Linked DNA regions of Mus musculus: region 2 is linked to region 1. A link is a contact called in public Hi-C data. All regions are on one chromosome and are shown on one strand. Each heading gives the region's core, a stretch centred on a gene start, on an enhancer-like site or on the middle of the called end of the contact. The rest is flanking DNA. Distances are from core to core; before and after follow the strand shown. Region 1 holds the start of AI463229 (a long non-coding RNA gene). Region 2 overlaps Gm40918 (a long non-coding RNA gene).

Region 1 (3,475 bases), core at 15-2,514:
AGTTCCCCGACACCATCAACAGATCCCATTTCTACTCCGGCTAAGGGAGTTTTTGTTCCTCGCCACCAACCCATTCTTGACGGAGATATCTTTCCACACAGCTGCTTTGTCTGCACCGCCCACTTCCCATTCTACCCTTCTGCGGGAATCTGTTTGCCCGTGACTATTGATACAGTCACACAGCACACAGAGCCTCGTTCTTCCCTTGAACAAATGCTGCCTGGCCTTGTCCCAAAGACAACAACCGGCAGCTCATGACTTAATCACACAACAGGTGAGCCGCGCCGTGCCAGCACTTACACCAACTTGTCTCTGACCCACTGGAATTCTTTGCCGGCTGGAGTTCCCCAGCAACAGTCCTGACCGTGTGGATTAATCTGTGGCACAACGAAGAAGTGTGTGGCACCTGTGGCCTCCAGCAGCGGGATGCATTCCAGCTGTAAGGGCAGAGCCCTGCGTAGGAGGAAGCACCGGCGAGAAGGGTTCCACGAGCCCTCAGAAGGGGCACATTCTGTCTCCTCTGGACAAGGGTTAACCACATTCTGAACCAAGCTCCCGTCTGCTACAAGTCAGCCTTTCTGCCTTTCGCTTTGGTAAAAGTGACCTTCCTCCAAGGTTTAGTAAGACTTTGACTAGAACCAGCCGTCTGTGGTTCTAAACTACTGCGCAGAACTGGACGTCCCAACCACGAACAGTTCTAGAGCTGTCTGTGCAGTCCTGCTCTCTGGGAATATGAAGGATTCTTGCACCTCGCTCTTTTCCCTCGCTCTTCCTCTTTCCTTCCACTCTGTTCCTATCTACATCTCTCCTCTCCTCTCCTCTCCTCTCCTCTCCTCTCCTCTCCTCTCCTCTCCTCTCCTCTCCTCTCCTCTCCTCTCCTCTCCTCTCCTCTCTCCTCTTCTCCTCTCTTCTCCTCCCCCTCCCCCTCCCTCCTTCCATCTTTCTTTTCTTCTCTCTCTCTCCCTCCCTCCCTCCCCCTCCTTCTCCCTCCCCCCTCCCTTGTCCAGTACTCATTTCCAGCTCTCACCTCCTCAGCTTGATGAAGGGAAGTACTTGATGGCACAGAGCTCACGAGTCCTTTTGGGAACACTTCCAAACAGGACGGACACACTGTGCCGAGGACTCTGCTCTAACAAGTGACAGCTACTTTTTCCCTTTGGATAAGGCCCACGGTTCTGACAGGCTTCAGGATGCCCCCCCTGCCTGTCCTTCCTTGAAGCTTGCTCTTTCAAGGGCCACTGTTTGCAATGGAGACTGGCACTCTACCTTAGAAAGACCAAGAGCATGTTCTTTTGGTTCAATCTTTTTTTTTATTTTATTTTAATTTTTCACTTTTAACTGATTTGTTAAACCATAAGGACTGTGCACACTTATAGGGCACCATATGGTGTTTGGTACATGCACACACTTGGTAATATTTAAAATAGGATAAGCATATCCTTTTTTCTTTTTTGTGGTGCCGGAGATGATCAAGCTCACATCCTGCACTTGCTAAACCGGCCCTCAGCCCATTTCCTTATAGTGAAACCGTTCCAAATGCCTTCTTGAGAGACTTTATACAATGCACCATTGTTTCCTCTAGCCACCCTACCACCTTGCTCCTAACCAACTGTGGCTCAGGACCCATTGAGCAATGTGTGTCCTTTATGCTGATTGGTCCAGAAATGGTAGTCACCCCAAGAACGCCACTCCTCACAGGACACCTTTTCATTCAAGCCTTGCTGTTGTTTTGTTGTTTAGGTAGTGGGGAGGTCTCATGATGCAGCCCTGGTTGGCCTGGAATTCGCTAGGTAGACAAGGTTGACTTTGAACTCACAGAGCTGTCTGCCTGTCTCTTGAGTGCTGGGATTAAAGGCATGCACCACTCCACCCAGCCAGGGTGACATGTTTTAATGAAATATTAGTATTTATTTAGTGTGTATCTGATTGTATCCCCCCTTAACCATTTCTTATCCTTTAACCCAGCCTTCCTAGAAGACTTTTGTACTTTCATGTCATTTTTTTTAATGATTCCTGAGTTTAATTAGGGTTGCTTTTGTGAGCATGGGTATGGTGACTCCCCTTTCTCCAGCAGCCATTAACTGCCAATAAACCCTCATTAGAGAATGTGGCCTTATAATTGTGTACAGGGGCCACTGGAGACTAAAGATGCTGGAATCTGGTACTGTACTGGTTCTGGAATTACAGTATCTGTGAGCTGCTCACCTATGAATGCTGGGAACTGAACTGCAGTCCTCTGTAAGAGCATCAAGCAGTCTGAGTTGCTGAGCCATGCCTCCAGCCCTAACGTCGTCCTTCTATGAAGAACCCAACCCCCAGTGATGGCTTTAATCCACTCATGATGGTGGTTCCTCCATGGCTTTCTATTTGGCCTCACCTCCCATCATGATTTTATTGGAAATGAGTTTTCATCTAGCATGTGACCTCTGGGGGTGGGGGGTGCATTCAAATCATGACACTTGTCATACTTCATTTTCAAAGGATCAAATTGGGTCCTGCTACCAAAGGGAGTGAGAAGCCACAGGCACACTTAGCCTCAGTGGCTCATTGCCCAAGTACCACTCTGCCTCTCTTCTTACCTTCCGCATCCTTGAACTATGCAACAATCCCTGGTTCGTAAATACACTAATTACTTTGTTCATCTTGTATGCTTCACAGAGTTCCCTCTGTGATGGTAAGGTTGCCTTTGTCAGTTTTGGTTACAGACTTCTTTTACTAAATAAATTCACTGTCTTTATGATGAAAATATCTACAAGAAAAAAAATTTTTAAAACCGTAGGTAGGTTAGCTTTTCATTACTAAACATGTGTTGAAAATAAACAGCCATAAGGAAAAAGAGTTTTGCTTTAATAAGTTCTAGAAGTTTCACTCTGTGACTGATTAGCCACACAGGACATCATGATGGAAACAAGTGAAAAAGAGAGAAAGGAGGACCAGGGACACACTATCCTGGTCAGGGACATACGCACAAAGACTCTAAAACCCATCTCTTAATGTCTCTACAAGCTTTTAACAGCGCCACACTGGAGACCAAGTCTTTACCCATGAGCCTCCAAGGTCATTTCATTTACACCTATAGCAATGGTGTGTACATGCCTACTATTTAAACAATCCCAACAATCGTTTTTTTAATTTAGTTTTTAATATCCCAAGGCCTCTTAAGAATATGCCTATAGTCTCACCATTAAACGGGCGAACAATAAGATGTGTCAGCCAGGCGGGCTTTTTGATTAAGCAAGCCTCCGATGTATTGTATTCCCAGAGACTGGGTTAGAAGTCAGGATGTGCCTCATAGTCAACCAGGGCTTCACTGCTGGGTGGAAATATCCCCGGCAGATAAGGTAGTGCCTTATGTTCTAATTCTCTGGGTATCATGTTGCCACCTGCCCTCCCCTTCTGTGCAAAACCCTATGAGCTACCCAATCAGAGGGAGGACCTTTGGCAAATGGTTGAGAGTGAGTCCCAAGCTGTTCCT
Region 2 (3,781 bases), core at 963-3,462, 48 kb after region 1:
GCCCTGGCTGGTCTGGAACTTGACATGAAGACCAGGATGGCCTCCAACTCCCAGAGATCCATGTGCTTCTGCCTCCCAAATTAAAAGCAAACACTGAACTAGAAAGATGACTCTGTAGTCAAGAGCACTTGATGCGGGCTGGAGAGATGGCTTAACGGTTTAGAGCACTGACTTGCTCTTCCCGAGATCCGGAGTTCAATTCCCAGCACCCACATGGTGGCACACAACCATCTGTAATGGGATGCCCTCTTCTGGTGTGCCTGAAGACAGCTACAGTGTATTCATACACATAAAATAAATAAAAGGAGCACTTGATGCTTTTGTAGTAATAAATAATAATCTTAGTAGTAATAGTAGGAGGAGGAGGAGGAGTAATGGCATGTGCCACAATTCTTGGCAACCTAAATTCTTTCTCAACCTTGGCCCTCAGAGGAACTCTTCATATTCATAGCTTTCTCCTCTTCCTGCCCGAGTCTTCCTGACCTGAGTCCACTACTCTTCTCCTCCTGAATTTGCCCTGGGCCTTCTTGGGACTGTGGGACACCCTCACAGCCTTCACCCCACCTCCAAAGAGGGAAAGGACAGAGTCACTGCCAATATGGCAACTGCATCTGGACTGTCCTCTCATTTAGTTTCCAGCAGCCAACAGCTGGCCATATCCTCTGGGCTACCCATCAGGTCCCTCTGGTCTACAGGGAAGAGAAAGTAGTTCTCCAGTTACTCCACCAGTGGGATGGAAAGATGAAGAATTCCAAGCCTGCAAAGGCCAAGCTGCCCTTCCTCTGCCTCTGTTTCCCACTCCTACAACCCTCTCCCATCCGAAGTCCACTTAACCTCTGTCCTGAGGCTTCATATCCAAAGTAAAGATGGGGAAGGCCCACTTAGTACACTTTTCTTCTCACCCCACTGTGCCTCTTGCCAAAGTGAAATTAAAAAAAAAAAAAGTGAGATTACATTACCCACTGTTACAAATGTCACATATATGAAGAAGTAACAAGAGACAGAGTAGGGTCTACTAGTAGTAATGGCACTGTCCTAAATGGAGTTGCTCATCTGCTTCCTGAGATGCCTTTAAACCTAAAAGGATACAGAAAGGCTGAAATGAGTTTGGGTATGTAGGCTAGGGACAAATATCCTCCTAACTTGCAGCATGGAAAACTTCAGTCAGTTCAAAGAAAGCCACTGTGCATCCTTGGGCTAAAGAATCCAGAGGAGGAGGAAGGATGGTGGCAAGCACGACAGAGGGGTAGTGCAGAGAAAAAGGAGAACTCTGGGCAGAAGCAAAGGGTGGAAACGCCTGCCAGTGCCAAGCAAGTATCAGCCCTGACTTTGCAAAGCTGGAACTCCCAGCACTTGTTCAGCTGAAACACGTCTGGGTGCTCTGCATGGTGAATGCAGGGCAATCACCTTGTGATTCACACTGTCGGTCCACAGACAGCTTGGGCAGGAAGGAAAATCATCTAAAATCTCTGGAGGAAAAAACAAACAACCAAGAGTGCACACTCAGAGCACACAGCCAGATGAGCAAACAATAGGACGACCCAATCGTTGTCACAAACACTGTCAACCTCTGCCCCTGGAGCAGAGGGGAGCCCCCGTGGAGAGACCAAGCTCTCTGAATCACACTGCCTTCTCCAGGAGTCACGGTGTCTCACTGGATGCCCAGCCCCTGTTTATACACAAGAACTAACCCACAGGCCATGGCACCCTTTGCAGCCTGGGCCAGGTACAGTCAGAGCATGCCTGTAGTCTAGTAACCCCTGCTTGGGGGCCCAGATCCTGTGACTCCCACATACGCACACAGAATCCTGATTGCGACAGTAGGTTAAAGTTCAGAAACTGCCTGGTGCAAATGTCCCAGGGATCAGCTGCACCTTCGCTGGCAGATAACCCCAGTTAGCAGAGAAAGCACTGAGCAGTGCTTCTGAGCCATCCTTCCTTCCAGCAACCTGGCTCATGAAGGTCCCTAACCAGTCTTTCCAGTACTGATCCCCCATTACAGCTGGATTAATGGAATCTTAATTTTTTTCCCAAAATAAACAATGATTCCCATGCTCTACTGTCCAGCATCACCGTCTAACTAATTTGTAGTAAAAAATAAACCACTGGCCATCTGCTTAAAAGTAAGGGCACAGACGACTATCTCTCCTTCCAGATTGCTCTCCGAAACGGGGTTTGGGATCCACCAAGCAGACCCGAGACATATTGACTTACTGAGTCAGCCCTGAGCCCCAGTGTTGGCAAGGAGGAAATGGATTGTGAACTCTTTCTAGGGGACCTGAGCTTTGTCCTCTAATCAAAACGTTCACCGAACCAGAATCTTTAATGAAGCTCCTGTAGCAGGGGGCCCATCAAAACACACATAGGGAGGATTTGTGCCCAGGGCTAACTGATTTGGAGGAAGCAGAAATGAGACCCCCCCACCCCCACCCCAAATGAGAGCCATGCTTTCATTAGACCTAGCAACAGGTTTCAAAGGCAAAAAGCAAACCCTAGCAGCAAAGAACAAAAAATACCTTTGTTGGCCCCAAGACAACTCAGTGCGGTCCCACGTTAGGTGGAACATGACAAGAAACTCAGATTCCTGGGAGGAGTGAAGGATGACGCAATCGATGTGGGCTGTGGGTTTGGATGAGGATCATGGGACAAAGGACTTGAGTAGGATTTGAATCGGAACGGAAAGCAGCTGTGGTTTCTCAGGTCTTCACCTACCCTCTCCAGCCTGTCTCCTTACACACAGTCCCCTGGGCTATCCCACCCACAGCTTCAACTGCTACCTGCATAGCATGACTCATAAACCTTATCTCCAGACCTGCCTCTGGATCCTAGGCTCCCGGATCCAACACTGCAGTCATTTCCTTCATTGTCCCAACTAGCTACCCAAATTCACCACTCTTATCCTCTTCATCCTGGGCACCTACCAAAACGTGATGCTCAAACAACCAGACAGCCTGGGCTCTTCCCAACTTCCTCTTCCTCACACACACCCAAGACCAACTGGCTACATTGTCTAATTGTCTCCTCCCCTCTCCAGCAACCATTCCATCTTAGACCCAGGCCCTTACTATTTCTGTTACCTTTTACCCAGTCTCCCAGACTCTAGCCTTGGTGCCCTGTCATAGCAGGTGGGTCTTGTTAAGCCAGCCTTCTGCAGAAGGCACCTGTGCTCCTGAATTGCACATGAAACCCTCTGTCTCAAACAGATCTGCAAACAAAAAGGCCAAGGCTTTGCCCCCAAGGCCCTGAGCTTTTTGTTTGTGGAGCATTTTTAAATGAGGACTTTAAGAGTTCACCATGTTCTTAGCAAGACTAGTTAAGAGGTGAAGCTGCCAGATGGTGTGTGTTGTAAATGACACCCATAGATAGGCCACCCAGTAACACCTGATGTGGAATACCACCCTCGGGCACCCTGCTTCCTGCTCCTGCTTCCTGCTCCTGCTTCTACTCACCAGTAACTGACTTTGGCTCTCCTCAGGAGACTTTCAAGATGAAGCCTATGGTACTTCTAGCCTCCAGCTTAGAGTTCCACTCAGGTTTGGACCATTTGAGGGCAACTGAATGGATACCCCCTCCACCACCACCACCCTCCCATGACCCCACCCCTACCCCCACCCCCGACTTCGGTGTCTAGACTTCTGATCTCCTGGTGATACTAATGCTCCACCTGAAGTAATTTTGTTCCTCGGGGTATATTTGGCGATATGTGTTGACATTTTTCATGGGCAAAACCTGTTGGGGGAAGATTTGCTAATATTAGAACTCAGTGAGTAGAGGTCAAAAA

What was found. Hi-C and Micro-C count contacts between places; a contact is called where the count stands out from the background.
Region 2: a contact with region 1 is called in a Hi-C map of liver, with 1.6 times the contacts expected there. The contact joins the enhancer-like site here to the promoter of AI463229 in region 1. A contact is called at or near these places in 1 of 15 datasets of contacts at CTCF or cohesin (CD8 T cells), 7 of 484 Hi-C or Micro-C datasets (the HPC-5 cell line, the HPC-7 cell line, liver and 3 more) and 4 of 115 datasets of contacts at active chromatin or transcription factors (CD8 T cells, the HPC-7 cell line, embryonic stem cells and 1 more).

Annotation. Positions count from the first base shown.
Region 1 is chr13:37,666,471-37,669,945 of GRCm38.p6, forward strand. It overlaps AI463229 (a long non-coding RNA gene), which reads right to left and starts at 1,265. Exons shown (of 3, transcript XR_382206.3): 1 at 1,028-1,265.
Region 2 is chr13:37,713,734-37,717,514 of GRCm38.p6, forward strand. Gm40918 (a long non-coding RNA gene) reads right to left here. Exons shown (of 3, transcript XR_873258.2): 3 at 3,649-3,729. Among named protein-coding and RNA genes, the nearest start is that of Gm40918, 19 kb to the right of the region's middle. Within about 2 kb of position 2,213, at least 44 of the 459 cell types and tissues checked have an H3K27ac peak or open chromatin away from gene starts, as enhancers often do. A contact at or near this core is called in liver and pancreatic cancer cells, where this site is marked.